Regions from separate parts of the Sus scrofa genome. Here all the other regions are linked to region 1. A link is a contact called in public Hi-C and HiChIP or PLAC-seq data. All regions are on one chromosome and are shown on one strand. The core of a region is the stretch at or near the end of the contact, and the rest is flanking DNA. Distances in the headings are between cores, read along the strand shown. Region 1 holds the start of NR3C1 (nuclear receptor subfamily 3 group C member 1). Region 2 holds the start of ARHGAP26 (rho GTPase-activating protein 26). Region 3 holds the start of YIPF5 (Yip1 domain family member 5).

Region 1 (3,672 bases), core at 633-3,132:
ATCGCTAAAAGAAGACTTTTCCTTTCCAAATATCGGAATACTGAAAAACAGAGGGAAAAAAACACCGCAGAATCACATTCATATAAATCCCAGTAAAGTAACACCTAATAAAAATACTCAGAATAATTTTCTCTGCATTCCAGACCTTCACTTCTCCTAATTCTGAGCCTATCCTCAGGAGAGTTAGGTTGTGAGCAGCCTCAACAACCAAGACGTTGGAAGAGGCGGGCGAAGGCTTTGATACGCACGTTTGCGACACTACAGTCAAATCCCATCCAAGGAAAGGAAATCTTTTCCTGAACGGAGGCTTTAAGAAGCACAAACTTGACTGGCCCTCCGGGAAAGTGATCAGGGCAGACCGAGGTGGGGGACTTGCCACTACAAACCTTTAAGGTGAATTGCTGATCTCCCCGCCCTCCGCCGCCTTTACCTGATAACGATCTCTAAACACCACGAATCAACTGGAGCCTAATGAATTTCCAGGCCGCTTTGACAGCTGCCTTCAAACTCGAAACCAAAACAATACTCCATAAAACGAAACGAACCCTCAAAGGACCTAATACCCCCGTTTACATTGCAAATAACCCTGTCCCAGTAATCGGCCTTAACGAACCATGGCCAGGGGTCTTAAGTGGCATTACAGGGCTGCAATTACCACGTCTGCAATCTCCCAGCGACAAACCAGCGCGTGTCACAAACCGCACCACGCAGCGAGTATGGCTGGGGAGGGTCTTTTCCTAAAGGGGGCCGCTTCCAAACGTCAGACGCGAAGGGATGCCGAGCGCCAAAGAACAAACCTTCGGAGGAGGGGGCGAAAGCAAGTGCGGGGTTCAAAGAGAAATGTGTGCAGACCTGTTGAGTTCTTCCCCCGACACGCCCACTTCCACCAGACAACGCCAGCCCGGCCCAAGTCTCCGAGGGGCAGGCTGTCAGCCCCCCGCATGTGTCCACGCGCGCACACACACAGACACACACACCCTGAGCGCCCGCCAGCAGGGAGACGCACTGGCACCTCGGCACAGACCCTGCTCGCGCTCGGGCGCTCTCGGTGGAGTGCAAAGACTCGGGCGAGTAGGATCCAGATGCGGCTCAGCGTTCACCCGCAAAGGGGATGTCCGGGAGGCCCTCCTGGGAGCGAAAAGCAAAGGGACGTGGGGGCCAACACACAGAGGCAAGGACGCCTGGCCAGGGAAGCCGAGGCTGGAAACCCGGGCGGCTCGACGAGGCTCCACTCGCTGCGAGCTCGGGTTCCTCCCCCTCGGCCCGGCCCGGGGACCGCGGCCCAGGGAGAGGAAGAGGCCAGCGCTGTCACCCGCCCGCTGCCCTTTCGTCACCACCACCGGGCCCTCGCTGGCCCCCACCCCCACTCCCCGCGGCTAATAAAAGTTTGCAGGCTCCGGCGGCGGCCCGGGAGCCGGCCCCCGAGCCCCAGCCCCGCACCTCGGGGGGCGAGCGCCCTCGCGGCCCCAGCCCCGGCCCCGGCCCGTCCTGCCTGCCGCTCCCCTCCCCTTACCTCTGCCCGCGGCGCCGCTCACCGCCGCCGTCCGCGGCTCCCACCGCAGCCGAGATAAACAACTTAGCGTGTGAAAGCAGGAGGAGCGGGAGCGATTTTTTTTTTCTTAAAAAAAAAGGAAGTAAACAGCCGCCCCCTTCTCCATGGGGGGAGGGGAGGGCCCCTAGCGAAGAAAGTCCCCCATTTCCCCGCTGACAAGCCGGCCCCCCGCCCCGCTCCGCCGGCCGGGGCTCCCGGGCGCGCGTCCTCGCTGCCGGCGCCCCGCCGCTCCAGCCGCTCCAGCCGCGGCGGCTCCTTCCACCCACGAGAACCCGTCCCCGACGGGCGGGCGGTGACTCGGGCTCCCGTCACAGACTCGAGCTCGCAAAATGGAGGAGGAGGAGGAGGAGGAGGGGAGGCAGCGCGGACACGCGAAAGGGCCGCCCGGCCGCGGCGAGCAAGCGGGACCGAGCTGGGGGCGGGCGGAGGCGGCGCCACGGCGCGTACACACTCGCACACACACGCGCTCCCACTCCACCCCCGGCCGCTCCCCGCCCGAGGGGCCGCGCGGCGGCGGCGGCGAACGATGCAACCTGTTGGCGACGCTCGGCAACTGCAGGGGCGGCCGTGGCCCCCGCCCCCACGCCCTCCGCGCCCGCCCCGCCGCCCCGGCCGCGACGGCGCCTGCACGCCGGCGGCCCCAGGCACGGCCCCCACCCAGGCAGCCCTCCGGCCGCGCGGGGCCGATCCCCGTCCCCCGACCCCCCCCCCCGCCCCAGGAAAAAAGAGGCGGCGGCGGCCGACCTGGTCTTTCTGGGACGGGCTCCGGAGGGAACCGAGTTTCTCTAGTTTCTCTTCGCCGCTCCTTCCCGCCCCCGCCCAGCTCTGCGACTCCGGACCCACTCCGGGGTTCGCCCTGTCCCTCGGCGGCCACCGCCGCCGGCGTCCCAGCGGGTGACAGCGGGCTGGCTGCGGGAGCCAGGGCGCGGCCCGCAGCACAGCCGCGGGGGTGGTCCGCGCCGTGGCCCCCGGGCCGAACTGTGCGAAGCGTGTCACTTCACACGGGGCTGCGGGGTTGCACGGAAACAGTGCCGCAGCGCGTCGGCCGCTTGCGGGACTGGAAGGCCAGACACGCCCTCTGGGGAGGCTTCGGGGAGCGGAGGGGGTCCGCGCATACGTACTCTGGGCCCGGGGAGAGTCGCGTGCCGGAGGGTCCCCCTCCCCCGCATCGTCTGGGCGGCCCACTCTGCAGCCGCCGCCGCTCGTTCGCACCCGGAGAGAAGTTGCAAAGCAGAACCCACCCTCCCCCGCGCCCCGACCGTCCCCCACCCTCTTCCCCGAGTCTGCGAGGCGGCGGCGGCGGCAGAAGAAGGCGCCGCCTGCCAAGTTCAACCCCCAGCCCGCCCTCCCTCCCTCCTAGCGCGCTCACACTTGAAGGAAGTTGCACGCCAAATGCAAAACCTCCGGCGAACTAGATTTCTTTGCACTTTTTAATTATTTTTTAAAGGAAAGCAGGAGGTGGCAGGCCCCAAATCAAGTTGCAGGCGAAACAGTAAGTTGCTTGCAAAGTACACCCTCCTCCCCCCGCCAACCCCGCAACTCCTGACCTCTCTTTCCACCCCCTCCAGGGCCCGCATCCAAGTTTCCCGTGGAGGCCCCTCGCCCCCGAATCTTGACATTTGCTGCACTCTCCTCAAAGCGTCGCCCACCCTTTCGTGTTCGTGGGACCCCTGCCCCTCCAAATAAAACAGAACACACGCAGCTTTAAAATGTCAGCATTAAACTCCTTCCAGCTGTGCCCGTTAGGCGCCTCCTCCTCGGCTCGAAGGAAACACGTGGCCCTTCCCCAAAGAGAGGGGCGTGCGGTGAGGGGTGTCCGCGCGGGAGGCCCCCTCCCCAGCCCCCTTCCCCGGCCCGCCGCGTCCAGAGGGCTTGGGAACGTTTGGGACCGAGCCTCCTACCTTGGGCCGCACATATTACGATTTTTGTGACTCGGGGAAAGGTTGTGCTGTGTGGCTTTAGGGTTTGGGGAGGGAACTTTTGCGCCCCCACAGGTGACAGCGCTTGCCAGCTGCAGACGGGGGCGGAGGCTGCCGCAGCTCCACCCTGCCCTGCCCCTGGCGCTCGGCCGCTGCTCCTCTCGCCTCCCGCCGCGCTCGGCCCGGCGGCGGCCGCTCTGC
Region 2 (3,566 bases), core at 676-3,175, 630 kb before region 1:
AAGTTTCACACTGGGGTCCTGAGGCCACCATGCAATGAGGAAACTCAACTAGACCACGGAGAGGGACCACACAGTGAAGCTCTGAGGCCACTCGAAGAGAGGGAGATGCTTCTGTTACCATCCGACTGCAAACACATGCCAGACCGGAAGCCAGAATCACCCAGCCAAGCTATGCCCCCAAACTCCGGACCCACAGAGATTACGAGAGAAAATAAAATGATCGTAGTTGTTTCAGTCCATTAAATTTTGGTGTGATGTGTGTTATAATACCACTTTAGAGCCAGAATACCTACTTTTAAGTGCTCAAGATATAGGATTAAACAGATTTAGTTTCTTGGAATTTCCATTCCAGATCTTTCTCATTCTTGGCAACTGAGGGATAACTATTTTCAGGGTTTTAATTACCCATCTGATAGCTGTTTGGGCCTCCTATCAAGTCTAAATTTATAGCTACAACTGGCAAATATCACATTCATTCATTCATTTATGCATGTAATCTCAATATAGATGCCTTCTCTGGCTCCCTTGTCCATGTTCCCAAGCACCCAGGCCTTTCATCTTGACTTACCACGCAGCTTTGCCATTGCTCTTCTCTGTCTCTCCCACTAACCAGCAGCAGTCAAGTTCATTCTGTGCTATCCATCTTTGCTTTTAACCTAGTGCTTGCATATAGCAGTTATGTAAAAAGCAAAACACGCACACACCAAACCATCTAACTGGAGGGCTGCTAATTCCTAGACATACAGATAATTTATTCAAGGACAGTCCCTTTCCTCTAGGAGTTCACAGTTCAGCACTAGACACTGGGATCCAGCCTGACGAGAGGGCAGTGAGTGAACTGCTTGGATTAATTCCTATGATGGAACGGAAGGGCAACAGGGCAATGCATTGGGGGGTGGGAGGGAGAGGGACACGAGAAAGGATCAATTCATTTATTCCACAGATGTTTATCAATCGCCCTAGCACACATGGTAAGTACCCAGTATCTTTTTTTTTTTTTCAGAGTTAAGCTTTATTTGGGGTGAAATTAGGACTTAAGCCCAGGAGACAGCATCTCAGGTAGCCCTGGGAAACTGCTCCCACCCAGTATCTTTTATTAAATGCCATTCCCTGCTCTAGGTGTCAGGGATGCCGCAGCGCACAAGAAAACTGCGTTGGCTCGCGCTCGTGAAGCTCACTGTGCAGCGTAGGACGAGAGGCAGTGGACGTAATTATGTAAAATTGTGTTAGGTACCCAGTAGAAAAACAACAGGCAGCTGAAACTCTCATAAGGATGTTAGATTCTTCTGCTGGGGGTAGCCGTGGGCGGGTTTTGAGCGGGAGTGGCCGGACTGTAGGGGGCGGGAAGACTGCAGGCAAGAAGCGCTGGTAATTTTAAGATGCAAATATTTTCTGCCCGACTGGAAGAAGGAGCGTGTGCCTAGGGGCGACGTGATCGCTTGGTGCACTCGAGGTCCTCCCGGGGCAGGGGCTGCATTTTGTGTGCAAGCTCGATTGCCTGCAGTGGGAGGGGAACTGCAGCCCTAAATTCCCAGATTTTTCACGCTCAGCACATCTAGGCTCCTCCACTCCCCAGGCCTGCAGACGCACCATCTCGGACTGGGATTCGGGTTGCAGTAGGCAGGCAAGGTCCTGGGTGACTGGGGCTCAAGCTGCAGGGCTCACCCTTTGGGCTCCGGGTCTGCAACACCGCGCGGGCGGGAGAGGGCGGAGCTTGCGTTGCGGACCTAGGCGGTGTCGTGGGCCCGCCCCCTAGCCCAGACCACGCCTCTAGGCCCCGCTGATTGGGTCATGGCCGCGGAAGGGCCGGGCGTCCCCTGGAGGCCGGGGGGTCGGGCTGAGGCGGGGCGCTGATTGGTCCGGCTGGGATTAGGTCATCGCTAGCAGGTTCGTTCGGCCCGGACGCCGGCTGGGCGGCGGAGGCTGCTGTGAGAGGGCGCTCGAGGCTGCTGGAAAGCGAACAAGCAAAGGAGGCGGGGAGCTGGCGAGGCGGCGGCTGCCTTCGCTCGACTGCTCGTTCGCTTCCCCGCGCTGCCTCGGGTCCGCCGCTGCGCTTCCTGCTCGCCGGCCGCTCAGTTGCACGCCGCCGGAGCAGCCGCCCTTCTCCGGGTCCCGGCTCGGCTCGGGAGTCGTGCGCGCCTGCCGACACCGCGCGGAAGGCGAGCCGGCGCCACACCTGTGGAGCCGGCGGCCGTCGAGGGTGCCGGCCCGGGTCCCGCCGCGTGCGTGCTCCGGGCCGTGGGCCGCCGGGGCCCCGGGGGAGTCTCGCTCCCTGGCTGGGCGCGGTGGGCACCATGGGGCTCCCCGCACTAGAATTCAGCGACTGCTGCCTCGACAGCCCGCACTTCCGAGAGACGCTCAAGTCGCACGAAGCGGAGCTGGACAAGACCAACAAATTCATCAAGGAGCTGATCAAGGACGGGAAGTCACTCATCAGCGCGCTCAAGAGTAAGTGCCCCTAGCCCGACAGGGACGGTGACCCGGGGGGGAAGGGGCCCTCGGGCGGCGCTGAGCTCTGGGGGTCTCGCGCCCAGCTGGATTTCTGTCTCCCGGGCGCCGGGGGACCGGTGTGGATGCTTGTAATGAGGCGGGGAGGATGCGTAAAATGGGCGAGCTAGCAACGGTTCGATGAGGAAGGAGATCTGCCGTCTGGTCGCTTGCGTTCTGGGGTGGTCCGGAGGTGACCGAGCGCCAGTGGCGCTGGGGGCGCCGAGGGTGGGTGCGCGGCACACAGGTGTCCCGGGCGTGGGACGGGAATGCCTGGCGCGCCGCAGCCCGTTGGGAAAGCCCTTGGCGTCCACCACTCCGGCTCCCTGGGAGAAGAGTTGCCTACCCCTGGGCGCCCAGCCGTGGGAATAGAGCGGGCCGGTCCAAGGGGGCGCTGCCTCCCCTCGGGACAGGGCGGGTTGTGCCTGATGTGCCCCCTGGACACAGCTCCAGCCTGCTTAGGGCCGCCGGGTTCTCCGAAAGGCACAGCCGCTGCCCGGTGAAGGGCTGGGTGGGATGGTCAGCTCCCGATTCTTGGGCGTATTGGCAGCCTGTAAGCCCCAGATGTAGAGTCAGGGCCACGTACGTGTGCAGGTTCTGCTTCTTGTGTTTAGCAGAAGGTGATAAGGGTGGGAGTACAGAATCAGAGTGTTCCTTTACTCTAAACTGTGGGCGAGGGTTTAAAAATAGAACGAACATATCCGCGCTCTCTCCCTCTGCCGTTCCCTCGCTCTCCTTGTTACCTCTCCCAATATCCTTGAAAACTCGAAGGTCTGAGAAGGAAGTGCCTCAGCGCCGCCCCCGCCCCTCCCCGCTCAGAATGGAGAAGTTTAAAGTCAGCCTTAAAGATTCTCGAACCTTTTGTAAACCCATTTTTGCGAATTGCCTTTTGGCAGGGGAGAAATGAAATTTGCCTTCTCTGTATGATTCCCCATGTCTTTTGCAGAGCCAGCCTTATCTCCTGGCCAAACAAGGGTGCTCTAGGATCATTGAGATTTTTTTTGGGGGGGTGCTTTTTCAGTCTACCCATATAAAAATAGTCTCCGTCCATCTTTTAGTTTTGAGAATCAGGAATAACA
Region 3 (3,905 bases), core at 603-3,102, 740 kb after region 1:
CACTGAAGACATGCTTGCTGGGACAAGATGTGGAATGGAATTGTGAGAATAGCTGGCAACAGAATATGCAAACAACAAAAAAAAGAATATGCAAACAACCGCTCTGTGGAAAACTGAAGTGCAATGATGCTAAGAGGGATGAAAAAATAACTCACACCTTTAAGAGATGCAAACACAGACAAAAAGAAAGAAACATGGGGAGGAAAGGCAAAGACGGATAAACCTGGGATGCTGCAATCGAACTAGAACTGTTCTGCTGAGTCCAAACATCAGTGTCATTTGGTTAAAAACAGGCCTACACACAGAGGCAACTTTCCCAAAGCCCTGTTACAGCACTCTGGCCAGTCTTAGAGTTATCTGCACTCTCAAGATCACAAAAAATACGTATTTAGATAAATGAATGGAAGTTTCGCAACATGATTTTTCTAATTCTGTCCAATTAACTGACAAAAAGGTAAATCTTCAATGGCATATAATTGAGACTTTAACAGAAAGAAAAGAAGTGATTCACAGATAGTGTTTTTCACATGCTCACTCCCACTCTTCAAGGGGCTACGCTTTAGGGGTAGAAAAGCTTTAGAATACATGGAATTCAGAAGATTCCAGGGGTCTAGAAGTTGTAGCAAGTACAGCCTGTACAAAACAAGTCACACCACTGGGCTGAATTTGATTTTTGCTTTTTAAAATTCTTGGGCACCTTCATTCAGATGTTTTAATGCAAACACATTCTGGTACTAATGCTTGCCTCAGACTGGACACACACCTGTCCCTTGCCCTCATCCTGGGCGTCTTCATGAGAGTTTTAATTCAGGTTCACAGAAACACAGAGATACACATGAACTGTACAGACATTATACGCACATTAGTGTGGGTGCCTGTATGCAAGGATCTCTCAGAAATAGGCTGGCAGTTCTCATAAGAGTCTCGAGGGAGTTGTACAAAATCTTAAGTCACCCCTTGTACGAAACTCCTTCACTGGATTGGGGGGGCTGAAAAGATTAAGGTCCTAAGAAAGTAAGAATATGATGTCCTAGAGGAGACTGATAGAAAGCCTTCAGGTTTGGGGGGGGGGGTTTTGTTTTTTGCCACAAACACCAGGGACTAGAAAAAAATCAGGTTTTGTTTTTATGTTTTGTTTTCAACAGTTTAGGGTTGAAAGGTTTTGAGTCTCCCTCTTCTACCTACAACTGGCAACTTGTGTGTACTGACCATCAAGTCTTGGGATGAAGAGTAATAAAACTGATTATCAATTCTGCTACATGAAAACCACCTGATGATTCACAGTAGGGAACTTAGACCCTTCAGCAGTGTCACCGAGCGCTTTCACTAACACTTGATATATCAAGACTGAAAGCTGGACTGATTTAACCGCTAAACAGGTCATCAAAGGGTTTCATTTTTACCTAGGTCAGTGGATTAAACAGCCTATCTTCCAAGTTCTTAAAGCTCCTATCCCTATCTTAAATGATACACAAATACTGTCACTAGGAAAAGGTTCTTCAACAATCCACTTTTCCATTCGTGTCACACCTGAAAACTTGGCAGAAGATACCAAACTAAAATAGAGCAACCCCTTCCAAACCGAACGAGAGTCACCGATCTCTCCAGAGGCAGGAAGAGTATGAGAAGTCACGATCCTGATAAAGAACATGTTCACACATTCAGTCTTAGCAGAATTAAACACCTGGGGTACACGGTCTCACTACAACCGTGACTAAATAAATGGCAAAGTTGAAAAGTTACTTGCTATAGGGTCCTCCACTTCCTCCATAGTCATAGGTTTGCTGTGACTGGTCATCGATGCTGTAACTCGTCTGGTAGAAATCCGTGTTTAGGTTTTCAAAGCCTGACATGGCAGATGCTCTGCAATAGAAAAGAAACAGCGAAGACTGTGTATGTGCAAGGCCCTCCTAAATTCGGTCCTGACACTTAAGCAAATATCCTCCCAAGGCAGCAAATACTCGTTCTAGAAGTCCAGGGAGCAACACTGGGAGGGTGGGTCGGGTCTCTAGGTCAAGGCCGGGAAGACACCTCATTTCAAGGAGCTGGTACGCCTTGGAGCAGGGGCTGGGGCCGGGACGTGGGAGGAGGAGTGGCTCCGTGGGGCCTAAAATACCACCAGTGACAAAGAGGACTGATTCCTCACATTGGGACAGGGCTTTACAGCCGACAACACGACTGCCTCCTTGCAAAATACGGCTGGGCCTGCCGGGGAAACGCAAGCTGCTGGAAGACGGCGCCGGAGCGGCAGCGGCCGCGTCTCCGCACAGCCGGAGAAGGGGCGAGGGGCTGGGCGAAAGGACCCGGGCGCGGCGCCGAGAGGCGGCCATAAGCCGCGCTGCCCCGGTGCGGGGAGAAGCCGAACACTGCGCCACGGAACCGGACACTCACCTAACGCGGCGGCGGCGGCGGTGGCTCCCGCAGCCCCCAGCAGCCCCCAAACTCGGCTCAGGACCCGGTACCGGCCCCGTTGCTACGTGTCAGGAGGCCAAAGAACTGCTTCCGGGGCACGCCCGCTCGCGCAGGCGTGGTGGCAGATTTGGGGCCGGGGCTGGAGTACCGAGAGCGTGTTGGGGGAGGGGGTACGAGGGCGCGATATGGAGCGTGCGCAGTGCGGTGGGCCAATGAGAGGAGCGAACACTTCCGGCCGCTGGGTCGGCGGCGAAGGTAGAAAGGCGCAGGCGCCGCGGTTGCTAGTTGCCACTTGGGAGGGAGCCTTGCTCTGTAGTCGGAGCTCCTGGGGGAAGGCGCGTAGGTGCTGCAGCGGAAGGAGCGGAGCCTTTCTCTTGTGCACCGCGGCTGCAGATCCCTGGTCTCTCTGGACTCACTGCTTTTCAAGCACCGTGCTAGAGTCTATGTATTATTTATTACAAACTAACGAAATGGTTACTCTGCTACTCTCCTTTTATAGGTGAGGCTGTTAAATGTTCATTTCATAACACTGAATGCGACGTTGAATATCAACTCTGTGCTAACTATGCTAGCTTCAGGGAATATTAAGATGAATACAAGCTAGTTGCTATTGCTCATAAAACGTGTAAATACATATAAAATCGTTACTAATATTAAGCGCCCCGTAATTCTTTGGAAGGTGTAGTATTCAACTGGGACTACGAATCTTGAAAGCCACTCTGAAGAGGTGATGATCAAAAGGGTGAATAGGACTTAGAAAAGAACGCAACAGGAAAAGGAAAGGAGAGTCGGGAGAGAGAAAAGTGTAAATATTCCAGGCAGGGAGAGCCGCTGTGCAAGGGCTGGGGTTAGGGAAAACAGGGTGCAGGAAGGGTATAAATCAGTTTCTCCATCGCTGCACTATTAACATTTTGGTCCAAATGATTTTTTTTCTTTTCTTTTTTTTTTTTTTTTTTTTTTTTTGTCTGCACTGTAGGACGTTTAGCAGCATTTCTGAACTCTACCTCCTAGATATCAGCAGCAACCCCTCCCCCCGCAACCCTTGTGACAACTAAAAATGTCTCAGGCAACATTAGATTTTGGAAATCACTGGTTTAAATGAAGACAGGGTGATTAGAGCAGCAAGTGAGCCGAGCTGCGTAGGCAAGTGCTACAGACAAGGGTTGGGGAATAGAGTGTCTCATGGAATTGCCGTGTTGGCTGTAAAAAGGGAAACCACTGAAGGTTATGAACTAGTGAGTGAAACGATTAGATTGTTAACTTTTAAGAAAGTTGCATCGCTTTCTTAAAGTGAGAGAATCCTGACTGCCCTAAGGCCAAGTGCCCTGGTGTTAACCAATGATCAGAAGTGAGTCCAGGGTTTACAGTACTAAAATTTATATCATGAGTCTCCTACATTACATGCTGGGACCAAAATCCCATGGTCTTCATAAAAGAAGTCTGGCCATTGCTCTGGGATCAGTTTCCAAAGGGCTAATAAAATGTCACTGATA

Evidence for each region. A called contact is a pair of places that touch in the nucleus more often than the background predicts. HiChIP or PLAC-seq counts read pairs in DNA pulled down with a chosen protein or histone mark.
Region 2: an H3K27ac HiChIP or PLAC-seq map of alveolar macrophages shows a contact between it and region 1. The contact joins the promoter of ARHGAP26 here to the promoter of NR3C1 in region 1. A contact is called at or near these places in 1 of 47 Hi-C or Micro-C datasets (embryonic fibroblasts) and 1 of 2 datasets of contacts at active chromatin or transcription factors (alveolar macrophages).
Region 3: a contact with region 1 is called in a Hi-C map of embryonic fibroblasts, with 2.0 times the contacts expected there. The contact joins the promoter of YIPF5 here to the promoter of NR3C1 in region 1. A contact is called at or near these places in 1 of 5 promoter capture datasets (liver) and 3 of 47 Hi-C or Micro-C datasets (embryonic fibroblasts, fetal skeletal muscle and liver).

The regions. Positions count from the first base shown.
Region 1 is chr2:144,927,815-144,931,486 of Sscrofa11.1, forward strand. NR3C1 (nuclear receptor subfamily 3 group C member 1) reads right to left here and starts at 1,883. Exons shown (of 10, transcript NM_001008481.1): 1 at 1,514-1,883.
Region 2 is chr2:144,299,326-144,302,891 of Sscrofa11.1, forward strand. ARHGAP26 (rho GTPase-activating protein 26) reads left to right here and starts at 1,926. Exons shown (of 23, transcript XM_021085449.1): 1 at 1,926-2,448. The coding sequence starts at 2,295.
Region 3 is chr2:145,666,079-145,669,983 of Sscrofa11.1, forward strand. YIPF5 (Yip1 domain family member 5) reads right to left here and starts at 1,853. Exons shown (of 5, transcript NM_001077225.1): 1 at 1,744-1,853. The coding sequence starts at 1,853. It overlaps LOC110259671, which reads left to right and starts at 1,859. Exons shown (of 3, transcript XM_021085167.1): 1 at 1,859-1,897; 2 at 2,157-2,911. The coding sequence starts at 1,859.